3 separate regions of the Mus musculus genome follow, and regions 1 and 3 are each linked to region 2. A link is a contact called in public HiChIP or PLAC-seq data. All regions are on one chromosome and are shown on one strand. The core of a region is the stretch at or near the end of the contact, and the rest is flanking DNA. Distances in the headings are between cores, read along the strand shown.

Region 1 (3,935 bases), core at 1,430-3,929, 67 kb after region 2:
TCTACGGGTGCTCATCTCAGTTCCCTCTTGGCTCAGCCCATGTGGTCTGAAGGACTTCACAGGCAACACAGGAAATGCCCTTCTGTGCAAGAAGTGTCCAGAACCTTGTTGTTGTTGTTGTTGTTGTTGGTGGTGGTGGTGGTGGTGGTGGTGGTAGGACCATATCAGAAAAATGGATTTTTTATGCATGTGAGGGATTAGTGTTCAGGAATCTTGTTTGGATAAAGACCACAGCATACTTTTAACTTTTGTTTATTGTTGTTAGGTTTTCATTTCTTATTTTTTTGTTTCAGTTTACCTTCTTTTTAAAAAAATTTTATTAGATATTTTCTTTATTTACATTTCAAATGCTATCCCGTAAGTTCCCTATACCCTCCCACCCACCCTGCTCCCCTACCCACCCACTCCCAATTCTTGGCCCTGGCATTCCCCTGTACTGGGGCATATAAAGTTTGCATTACCAAGGGGCCTGTCTTCCCATTGATGGCCGACTTGGCCATCTTCTGCTACATATGCAGCTAGAGACACAAGCTCAGGGGTACTGGTTAGTTCATATTGTTGTTCCACCTATAGGGTTGCAGGCCCCTTTAACTCCTTGGGTACTTTCTCTAGCTCCTCCATTGGGGGCCCTGTGTTCCATCCAATAGCTGACTGTGAGCATCCACTTCTGTGTTTGCTAGGCCCCAGCATAGCCTCACAAGAGACAGCTATATCAGGGTCCTTTCAGCAAAATCTTGCTGGCATATGCAATAGTGAAAAAATGTTCAGCATCCTTAATCATCAGGGAAATGCAAATCAAAACAACCCTGAGATTGCACCTCACACCAGTCAGAATGGCTAAGATCAAAAATTCAGGTGACAGCAGATGCTGGCAAAGATGTGGAGAAAGAAGAACACTCCTCCATTGTTGGTAGGATTGCAAGCTTGTACAACCAGTCTGGAAATCAGTCTGGCAGTTCCTCAGAAAATTGGACATAGTACTACCAGAGAATCCCACAAACTTCTCCTGGGCATATATCCTGAAGATGTTCCAACCGGTAAGAAGGTCACATGCTCCACTATGTTCATAGCAGCCTTATTTATAATATCCAGAAGCTGGAAAGAACCCAGATGTCCCTCAACAGAGGAATGGATACAGAAAATGTGTTACATTTACACAATGGAGTACTACTCAGCTATTAAAAAGAATGAATTTATGAAATTCCTAGGCAAATGGATGGACCTGGAGGGCATCATCTTGAGTGAGGTAACCCAATCACAAAAGAACTCACATGATATGTACTCACTGATAAGTGGATATTAGCCCAGAAACTTAGAATACCCACGATACAAGATACAATTTGCAAAACACATGAAACTCAAGAAGAAAGAAGACCAAAGTGTGGACACTTTGCCCCTTCTTAGAATTGGGAACAAAACACCCATGGAAGGAGTTACAGAGACAAAGTTTGGAGCTGAGATGAAAGCATGGACCATCTAGAAACTGCCATACAAAGGGATCCATCCCATAATCAGCCTCCAAACACTGACACCGTTGCATACACCAGCAAGATTTTGCTGAAAGGACCCTGATATAGCTGTCTCTAGTGAGGCTATGCCGGGGCCTGGCAAACACAGAAGTGGATGCTCACAGTCAGCTATTGGATGGAACACAGGGCCCCCAATGGAGGAGCTAGAGAAAGTACCCAAGGAGCTAAAGGGGTCTGCAACCCTATAGGTGGAACAACAATATGAATTAACCAGTATCCCCGGACCTTGTGTCTCTAACTGCATATGTATCAGAAGATGGCCTAGTCGGCCGTCATTGGGAAGAGAGGGCCCCTTGGTCTTGCAAACTCCCCCATATGCCTCAGTATGGGGGAATGCCAGGGCCAAGAAGTGGGAGTGGGTGGGTAGGGGAGTGGGGGGGCTTGGAGGACTTTTGGGATATCACTTGAAATGTAAATGAAGAAAATACCTAATTAAGAAAAAGAAAGAAAAAAAATTATAGATTTTCTTGACTTTTTTTTTGTTTTTTGTTTTGTTTTGTTTGTTTGTTTGTTTGTTTGTTTGTTTGAGACAGGGTTTCTTTGTGTAGCCCTGGCTGTCCTGGAACTCACTCTGTAGACCAGGCTGGCCTCGAACTCAGAAATTTGCCTGCCTCTGCCTCCCAGGTGCTGGGATTAAAGGCGTGCGCCACCACTATCCAGCTTTTCTTGACCTTTTAAAAAATTACTTAGTATATTTAGTTTTGTTCTCATTTGTGGTGGGTGTTACTCTTCCCCACCCCATTTTATGAAGAAACAAATAGAGTTTAGAGAGTATTAATATTAGTCAAGTGAGTTGCTGACCTGGGAGCTGAGATATTTTCATTATCTTTACATTTTATTTTTTTTATTGTTATTTGTGTGATAGTAGTACATATGTGTTTGTATAAATTATTTTGATCTTTTTTCATGGCTGAATATCAAATCCAATGTTTGGTGCATGCTAACAAACACTTATCACCAAGTCCTCAACGTTTAAAAATAAATGATTATTTGACAATGTTACCCTTGCACATAATATATTCTGGTCGCACTTCTTACTGGCACCCCTCTTATCCCCACCCACACTCTTCTTCCTATCACATCCGGATTCGATTCTGATGTCTTTTTATTGCAGCTTTGCTTTTGCTCTGTGACTCTCTGAGGTTAGTCAGAGGGCAGCCTGGATGGGTGTGGCTATGGAGCTGTCCATTAGAGTATGGGTATCCGCAGTGGCTACATTACTGAACACAGTGACTTCCTCTCCCTCCGCAACTTGCCATTGCCAATAGCTCCTCTGAACAGTCTGTTTCCCATGATCCTCTTGTCTGTGGCTGACTCTTGATGGACCTAGTCTCATACAGATCCTGTGTAGGCACCTGCAGCTCCCCACAGTATCTGAGGACTTATAACTGCTATGGCCAGGCTTCATAGCTGTCCTCTTTGTCTTCTGGCTTTTTGTCCTTCCTGTCTACTCTCCCATGACCAGATTTCAATTTATTCTAGAGGAATTTCTCCATCATTTTATTATTTTACACCTTCCATCTCCTCTCCAATAAATGCAGAAACCCTCATGAACACGCCTTTGTGAGCATGTGTGCTCCCACCATGTAGAATATTCATAGTCTTGATTACAATCAGAGGAAAAGTTTTGTTTAGTCTTGACTAGGCATTTGAGTAAAACAGTGTTTTTCATGGACTGACATGTGTGAACACGTATGCCATTTACTCCCACCTTTTATTAAGAAAATTTGCAATTTTTTTCTGAGTATAACAACATCCAAAAAGCTATATAGTGAGAACCCCTTCAAATTAAATTTAATTTCATTCTATGCCACTTAAATTCTATGATTGTTAGCACTTGTATGGTATTTGCCTTTAACTATATGCTTTTGTATTATATGCTTCTGAAGTGAACACTTCCCAAGTAGCAATTTACATGTTTCTCAGGGATCTTTGCCAAGGAGTTTAATTTTAGATGCCCGTTAACACATATGCCCCGTTACACCAGCTTGTAATGGAACTGCAAAAAGATGAAGCCTGGCTTTCTGGTTTAAAAATATTCTGAGTTTTGGAATTTTGAGATGAAGATCTCAGTTGAGAGTGTTTTATTGAAGCTTCCATGTCTAAGAAGCTTGAAAAGCTCTCTTATGTCACTCTAAACTACAGCAACCTGGTACATACTAAGGTTACTAGAGTGACTTCAACAATAATCACAAGTCCACTCAAAAAACATCAGACCGTAGCTGGCAGGGATTTGTTGTCATAGCTCGTTCTGACATAATGGGATCTACTTACAAAACGTATGGTGAGATCAGAATTACCTTCAAATCTAGAAGCAGGAACAATCTATGGATGCTCACGTGATTCCAAACAAGCAAAATTGTGCTGATAGGGTGTCTCCTCTTGGCTGCTTCTGGGTTTCTACCT
Region 2 (3,821 bases), core at 804-3,303:
GTAGCAAGCAGAGGTCCTGAGTTCAATTCCCAGGACCACCAAAAAAAAAAAAGTGCGGAGGGGGCAAACAGCCCCTTTTATAGTAAAGCAGGCATACCTGGCTGTTGCCAGATAATTGTGGGGCGAATCTTAGAATACTAACACTAGGTACTGTTGTACAAACACATTACTTTAAAAAATATTTATTTATTTACTTTATCTATATGAGTACACTGTCACTGTCTTCAGACACACCAGAAGAGGGCATCAGATCTCATTACAGATGGCTGTGAGCCACCATGTGGTTGCTGGGAATTGAACTCAGGACCTCTGGAAGAGCAGTTAGTGCTCTTAATGGCTGAGCCATGTCTTCAGCCTCACACATTTCTTTTATAATCAGAAAAAAAAATGTGTTTATATATTTATTTAGTGTATATTGCATATACATGTATATAGACATGGTGAGGTCACAAAACTCATGATTGTAGATCTCAGGTTAGGTTGGCTACTTTCCTCTCCTTCATATGGAGGGTCATCTGGCTCTCTCCTCAGCTCCCTTCATGCTTAGATTTTTTAAAAAATTATTTTTCTGCATATGAGTGTTTTGCCTTTATCCATGCCAGTGCCATCTGAGATCAGAGGAGGGAGTTGGATCCCCTCGATCCGGGGTTATAAATGGTTGTGACCTGCTATCTGGGTGCTGGGAATAGAAACTCGGCTGCCTACAAACACAAGTGTTCTTAACTACTGAGCAACACACACACACACACACGTGCGCACACACACGCACACGCACACACGTACACACACACGTGCACACACACACACACACACGTGCACACACACATGCACACACACGCGCACACACACGTGCACACACGCGCGCACACACACACACATACACACGCACGCGCACACACACACACACACACACACACACACACACACACACGCACCCTGCCCATTTAATTCCATATTCGTGTGCTATGAAGATGACCCTCTACAGCTAGTCTTGCATTGATGCCTGTATCTTGGGGAACCATAGTAACAAACCGCTGTAGACCTCAGAGCTGCGGTGACCCCCAAGATCAATCCTGTTGAACGTTGGTGTTCCCTCACAGAAGGACTGGGTGGAGAGGGTCTTTGACCCCTCCCTTGATATTCCCTCCTGCACCCTCCAGCCAGCTGGAATTGAGAGCGGCCTCGGTCTTGGGAGGTCCCATATTCTACAGCGTATGAGAGGTTAACTGAGGGGGATTCTAAATATGCAGTTATGAGTAGTCCATTCTGGGGTGGGGCCGATTTGGAGGTCACCCACATTCACTCCTGCTCTGTGAGTAAGTCCAATAATTTATACTCCTTGGTTCCCCAAGTTGGATTTTGATGGAATCCTACTTCGTTTTGTCTGTGGTGCCATAAAAAGTAGGTAGACTTCTCCCCAAGGAAAATTGGCCACATTCCTGTCCCTTCTCTCACCTCTCGGATGAGGAGTCTTCAGGTCACAGGAGAGAATGGTGGTCCCAGCATGCGGAGCACACTCCCCTCACGTGGGCTCACTGGCTCCCTCAGGTTTGCCTAATAGGCCCTCACAAATCCCAAACCCAACTCAACCCTGTCATCTGCCTTTCAGCTATCACACCCAGCCTCTCTCCAAGGGGAGGATGATGGGTGGCCTCTTCTAACACGGAGTCCTGTGCTTCTGAGCTGCTCTGGGTGGGACCCGAGGAAACTTCTTTGCAGCACACACTGGAAGGGCCAGGATCGCGCGCGCTTTGTAGTTTGTGGTCTGGGCCACAGCGACTGGCTGGCTCGCAGATTCCATCTGAGAGCTGTTTTGGTTACTGGGGATGTAATGTGTCGGTGGAGTCAGTCCAGCAGGAGAAGGGGGTCCCGGCCGGGAGGCGTGGCGTGGTTTGCGAGGCGGGTGTGTGTGTGTGTGTGTGTGTGTGTGTGTGTGTGTGTGTGTGTGACTCTGAGGGGCGTGTCGGGGCGTGTCAAGGGAGTGTCCGGGCGGGGGCGGGGCGAGCGGAGCGTAGGAAGGTGTGGCCGCCGATCTGGCCTCACTTCGGCAGTGCGGAGCTAGAGAAGCCTTGACCTTCCCGGCTCAGCGAGTGGAGAACAAAGTGACGGAGAAAACTTCGCGGAGTGTGCCCTGAGTCCCCACGGGGCCTCGCTCAGGGGCGCAGAGCCGGGCTCGACCGGTCCTCTGTGTTGAAACTTGGACCGAGGTAAGGGCGCCGAAGGGAGGGACGCGAGGGAGGGCGTCTGGGTCGTCTCGCATAGGCTCCCGGGATCCTGCAGTGGGGTGCTGCACAGCACAGTCCCAGCCTCCACCAGTGGGCCAGCCTCGTCCGTCCTCTCCGCCCGCTGTGGAGGCAATCAGGGGCGCGGCGGGGTCACTTTGCTGCGTCCAGGAGGGTGGCAGTCTTCAGCGGTTTCGCATTCTCTCTTGTCCAGCTTGGCTCAAGGCAGGATCCTTTTCCAGAAAACTCCGAAGTGAGGTCTTGCCCTGCCCCACGCGTGGCGCGGGTACAATTAGGTTCAGCTGTGCCATCCAGGTTGCGAGGTGGCGGCGCCGTCCATTCCCATCAGTGCCCATTTCCTTGCGTCCAGGGGAGAAGGGCGCAGCAGGGAGAATGTGAGCATCCCTGGCTTGGCCATTGGGGTTGGGAAGAGGGGCGAGGATCGCTCGTCCTGCGACCACCTAGACCCGCGCGACTCCCCGCCGGCTGCGGTGCCAAGTTTCAGTGAAAGCCGACAACATTGTGTCCCTGATGGATCGTATTTACCACAAACAGTTCAGGAAGAAAAGGGCCCATTCTTCCAGCAGCAAAGTGTAGCGAGTAAAATTGAGGGGTTTTTATCTCTGAGACCGGAAACTTAATATGGACGCGCTGCTTCTATGGCCCTCCTTACTTTAAAAAAGAAAAAAGAAAAAGAAAAATAGGGTAACTTTATATTATGGGTGGGGGAAGCTGCTCGTTAGCGAAGATAATTCCATTCCCGGGAAATTTTCCTGCAGTTCCCTGGCAGCTGCTGGAAGAGAAGCCGCTAGGTGACATTCCCAGGCAGACTAGGTGTGCTACAAGTGTACACTCCGGTGAGTGCGAAGGTCCAAGCTTCTCTTCTGGGGCAGTTCTCGCTCTCTATTTCTCTCTATTGTCGCTGTGGTCCTCGTTTAACAGATAACACCTGACGTCTCCAATTCAAGATAGAAAACAATGGTTTTTAAGAGCTTTTTAAAAATGGCTTACAAGTTTCTTAAAGGCACAGATCAAGCTCTGCGAGTAGAGTACCATCTGCTCCTCTTCCGTTTGCGTAGCCCGTGAGTGCATATGTGCTTTCCAACTACTTTTCCTATCTTCCTTCCTTCCTTCCTTCCTTCCTTCCTTCCTTCCTTCCCTCCCTCTTCTCCTCCCCTCCTCCTCCTCCTTCCTCCCCCCCCCCACCTGTTTTAAGTTGTAGTTTTAGCTGGGCATGGTTGTGCACACATTTAATCCCAGCAGATCTCTGAGTTTGAGGCTATTCAAGGCTACACAGTGAGGCCTTGTTTCAAAAAACATAAAACAAAAAAAGAAAGAAAGAAAGAGAAAAGAACAGAACAGAACAAGGGGCCGGTTGGGACAGGCAGACCAGGTGGTAGTGGAGAAATGCCCCAGTGGTTAAGAGCTGGGTTCAGTTCCCACAGCCCACATCAGGCACACAACTGTCTGTATCTCCAGCTCCAAGTGACCTGATTCCCTTCTTACCATCTCCACCTCCTCCTCTTCCTCCTCCTCCTCCTCCTCTTCCTCCTCCTCCTCTTATTCTTCCCCCTCCTCCTACTCGTGCGTATACACACA
Region 3 (4,030 bases), core at 78-2,577, 120 kb after region 2:
TCTCACACCAACATAAATTTAAAAAAAATTAAAATAAGAAAGCCTGCTAATGATCAGCATAAACAAATCTACTCCATCATTGCCAAAACTACCCAACACATTAATGGGAATAATTGGATAAGTTGGAAATTTAGTCTAAAAAAAAAAAAAACAACCTGAGTTAGACACTGACAGTTGCTTTGGGGTGGAGTGGGGTACTCTCTGGTGATATAAAATACTCAGTGTAGACATCTATGTGTTCTGCCTCCTTGTGAAGTTGGGTACAGGCTCTTTAGTGTGCCATTGCTGTTGCTAAAGTTGTTCCTCCTGCATGGCAGCTCGGCCTCAGGTGCCCTGCCTCCTATAGGATGAGTGTGAATGAGTTGAAGAGTCTATAGAATTATATTTTTTCTAATCTGCAACCTCCCAGGATCATGGTGGCAAGAGCAGGTTGGTGGGGGGTGATGGGGCTTAAACTAGGAATCTCCTGTTTTATGCTCTTTTTGGCAAAGTTCTAAGCCCTGGGTAGACAGAAAAGCTGCATCCAATTTTTCTTTTCTATAAAGGATGCTACTTATAAGGAATGCTGTCCGTTTCCTGCCCTGTGGTCTCTGTGTACTTGAAGAGCTGATTTAAAACCCCTTTCAGATCATACTGTTGTTGGAGAATTTGACATAATCCTGTGGTTGATATGTCACACAGATTTGCTATATTCTTACTGTGTCCTGCCTTGTCCTATTAAGTCACGTGTATGTGAATGTGAGTGTGTATATATGAGGTGTGTGTATGTGAGTGTGAGAGTGTGTGTGAGTTAATGTGTGTTTATATGAGTATGTATGTGTATATGTGAGTGTGAGAGTATTTGTGAGTTAGTGTGTGTTTATATGAGTGTACGGTTATGTATGAGTGCGTGCATGTGAATGTGTGTGTGCGAGTTAGTGTATGTTTGTATCAGTGTGTGTGTGAGTATGTATGAGTGTGTGCATGTGAATGTGAGAGTGTGTATATGTGCATGAATATGTGTGTGTGACTGTGTATGTATGTTTTTTTGAAAAGCTTTTCATAAGCTTTGGCTCTGTGCAGTGTAAGTGTTCCTGTGTATTTTAAGCCCACAGCTCATGTCAACATTATGATACTCAGTGTTTGTTAGTTAATCATTTGTATTAGCTGTAGTCCTTTAATGGCTAGGAAGTGTTGGTCTATGATAAAATCCCAGCGTTTTAAGCTTGCATCTCTTTAAACATCGTGTAACAAAGTTCTTATTTTAAAAGCTTAAAGAGTGAGATCATCAAAGCATTATTAAGACTCATGGCAGACTTTGAGAGGAAATTTTGCTAAAATAATCACTGATGACGAAGGTCAGTGCTTGGTTAAATCAGGCTCAGGTTTCCACATACTCCTGTTGAATCCTCAAGTCCCAAAGCTAGCAAAGACATCGCTCCAGCCCCCTGTTTGCTCGATTTAAAGATGAAACCCTGCATAGGGATACAGGAGACTCTCCATCTTTGTGTTGGTTGCTTTAATGGTACAACTTTACATCTTTCTGTCCCTTGTCACAGAACACAGGTCTAGGTTCAAATTGAACTGCAGCTTAAAGTAAAAGAGACCTTTTTTGTTGTTGTTGTTATTTTTAATACCCCTTTGGCTGAAAATTCTGCTCGTGGCTGGTTGAATAATTACAATTATCATTCACTGGTTGTCTTGTGCTATAATCTCGGAGAGTATTTGTAGCACACAAAGCATCTGTTTTTATACAGTAAGTACATTATGTGTGTTGGAGTTACACAGAAAGGCTGTTGTGAGGGAGGAGCTGAACCCCCTTTTAAATGCCCCACTATAATTGGTACATCCTGTGAGGGTCTCACAGTGAGTCACCCTAATTGGAAGTCTGTTAGCGCTGGAGGAAAGCCAGCCTTCTTGGAGCATTTTTTTAAAGGACACCTTGGCCAGCCCCAAATGGGAGCTTTTCAGAGCCTCCTTGATGAGTAATAATGAGTCTCAGACAGTGTTTGGCAGGGAGGTGTTTGTTGTGGAGATGTGTCAACAAATCTCCCACCGAGCTAGGGTGGCAGCTGCCCCAGAAAGCCACAACAGCCATGGCAGCCCCTGGCCTTGGCCTCTGTTCCTATAAAACTGTCTGGGGTGTCCTGCCTTTCTGTGACAGTAAGTAAATGAAGGATTGCCTCATTACTTATTAGCTACAGACTTGGGGGTGGGGGCTAAGGGTGGAGAGTGTTGGGCGCCCTGATGTCGGTTTCTCAAATGGAAAATGTGAACAAAATAACCAACTGTTGACCACGGTGTACAGGCTGTTTAAATAGAATGCTAGTCTGGAACCCTCCACAGCACATGCACGCATATAGACCGTATCCATGTTTGTCTCTTTCCATATACATAGCTGGCCAGTCAGGTCTTCGTTTTTCCTTCCTAACCACTGGTGTCTGGGCATCTGCCCAAGAAGGAAATAAACACTACATCCTCGATGATATGGAGCTGTCAAGAAAAGCCAGAGCTCATCATTTCTTTTGTGCTGTCCCCTCATCTCACTTGCTAATAGACTCTCCTTTTGTCAGCGACAGCAGTGGTGTGGGCCCCCCACCCCCTGCTTTTGACAGACACTGTGATTTTGCTACTCACATCCTGTCCCTACAATGATCCAGGCAGTAATTATAAGTCATTGGACCCAAAAGCATCTGCTACAAGAACACACAGGGTTACCATTGTGTGTGTGTGTGTGTGTGTGTGTGTGTGTGTGTGTGTGTGACACATACTGAGCCTAAGTAATTGGACGTGTGGTTTTGGGACCATTAGTGCCATGATGATGATGATGATGTAGATGATGATGATGATGTAGATGATGATGATGATGATGATGATGATGATGTAGATGTAGATGATGATGATGATGTACTAGTGTAGAAGTTGCCCTATCAGGAAAGCTAGCTTGATTTACAATTTTTACAATTGCTAAGGTGGCGTGTTATGGCTGGGGCTAGAGTTCCAGCAGGAGTTGGGCTGTGAGGAGACAGCACTGCACCCCATCCCAGGTTCCCCAAGGTTTCAGAACGAGGAATAATTCTCATGCAGTTCTGGGCAGTGTCTGTCACTGAACCGTGCATGAATGGTGTTCAGACTCTGTCCAAGCTGACTAAAGAAGAAGGCTTTCAGTATGTCTCCCCAATGCCATTCCTCCTGGGGTGACCTTGTGAAGCTGGTATTTGTGGTGGTCACCTCTAAGGGGAGGGAGGTGTTGAAACAATAGGTTACCTACCAGGCTACCTAAGGGTAGCAAGACAGGATTTGAGCTGGACCATTTTTGCTTCTTTTCTTTATGTTCTCCAGCAGCTGAGAACTTTGAACAGGGCTTTGGAAATGATCTTTTGACCGGAGGGAGGTAGGTTAGTAGAACAGGAGAGAGCAAGTAGGCTACGTAACACTCTTGTCGGAGCTAGCCAGCGATGGGCCTTTGGATGAGTCCTTTTAAAAGCACTTGTGAGAAGGGTGTGTGGGAAGGAATTTTCCAGATGTCCCATTTGTGTGTGTGAGTGTGTGTGTGTGTGAGTGTGTGAGAGTGTGTGTTGAGTGTGTGTGTGTTGAATGTGTATATGTGTGTGTGAGAGAGAGAGAGAGAGTGTGAGTATGTTGAATGTGTATATGTGTGTGTGTTGAGTGTGTATGTGAGTGTGTTGAATGTGTATATGTGTGTGTTGAGTGTGTGTGAGTGTGTTGAATGTGTATATGTGTGTGTTGAGTGTGTGTGTGTTGAATGTGTATATGTGTGTGTTGAGTGTGAGTGTGTGAGTGTGTGTTGAATGTGTGTATGTGTGTGTTGAGTGTGTGTGAGTGTGTTGAATATGTATATGTGTGTGTTGAGTGTGTGTGTGTGAGTGTGTTGAATGTGTATATGTGTGTGTTGAGTGTGTGTGTGTTGAATGTGTATATGTGTGTGTTGAGTGTGAGTGTGTGAGAGAGAGTGTGTGTGTTGAATGTGTATATGTGTGTGTTGAGTGTGTGTGTGAGTGTGTTGAATGTATATATGTGTGTGTTGAGT

What was found. HiChIP or PLAC-seq counts read pairs in DNA pulled down with a chosen protein or histone mark.
Region 1: an HNF4G HiChIP or PLAC-seq map of pancreatic cancer cells shows a contact between it and region 2. The contact joins the enhancer-like site here to the promoter of Tiam2 in region 2. A contact is called at or near these places in 1 of 39 promoter capture datasets (cranial neural crest), 1 of 15 datasets of contacts at CTCF or cohesin (the NIH/3T3 cell line), 6 of 484 Hi-C or Micro-C datasets (cerebellar granule neurons, cerebral cortex, cortical neurons and 3 more), 11 of 115 datasets of contacts at active chromatin or transcription factors (craniofacial prominence, embryonic fibroblasts, embryonic forebrain and 7 more) and 3 of 9 other capture datasets (adipose tissue, liver and pancreatic islet).
Region 3: a contact with region 2 is called in a FOXA1 HiChIP or PLAC-seq map of pancreatic cancer cells. The contact joins the enhancer-like site here to the promoter of Tiam2 in region 2. A contact is called at or near these places in 12 of 39 promoter capture datasets (the 3T3-L1 cell line, 3T3-L1-derived adipocytes, the HPC-7 cell line and 7 more), 1 of 15 datasets of contacts at CTCF or cohesin (the NIH/3T3 cell line), 27 of 484 Hi-C or Micro-C datasets (the 3T3-L1 cell line, the HL-1 cell line, the MNK3 cell line and 15 more), 13 of 115 datasets of contacts at active chromatin or transcription factors (astrocytes, bone marrow-derived macrophages, craniofacial prominence and 8 more) and 3 of 9 other capture datasets (adipose tissue, liver and pancreatic islet).

Annotation. Positions count from the first base shown.
Region 1 is chr17:3,390,697-3,394,631 of GRCm38.p6, forward strand. The region is part of intron 1 of Tiam2 (T cell lymphoma invasion and metastasis 2); the gene reads left to right. Among named protein-coding and RNA genes, the nearest start is that of Gm52295, 16 kb to the right of the region's middle. Within about 2 kb of position 2,680, at least 1 of the 459 cell types and tissues checked has an H3K27ac peak or open chromatin away from gene starts, as enhancers often do. A contact at or near this core is called in pancreatic cancer cells, where this site is marked.
Region 2 is chr17:3,324,520-3,328,340 of GRCm38.p6, forward strand. It overlaps Tiam2 (T cell lymphoma invasion and metastasis 2), which reads left to right and starts at 2,054. Exons shown (of 27, transcript NM_001122998.1): 1 at 2,054-2,207.
Region 3 is chr17:3,440,769-3,444,798 of GRCm38.p6, forward strand. All of the region lies in intron 9 of Tiam2 (T cell lymphoma invasion and metastasis 2), which reads left to right. Among named protein-coding and RNA genes, the nearest start is that of Gm52295, 34 kb to the left of the region's middle. Within about 2 kb of position 1,328, at least 64 of the 459 cell types and tissues checked have an H3K27ac peak or open chromatin away from gene starts, as enhancers often do. A contact at or near this core is called in the HL-1 cell line, the N1E-115 cell line, the NIH/3T3 cell line and 8 more, where this site is marked.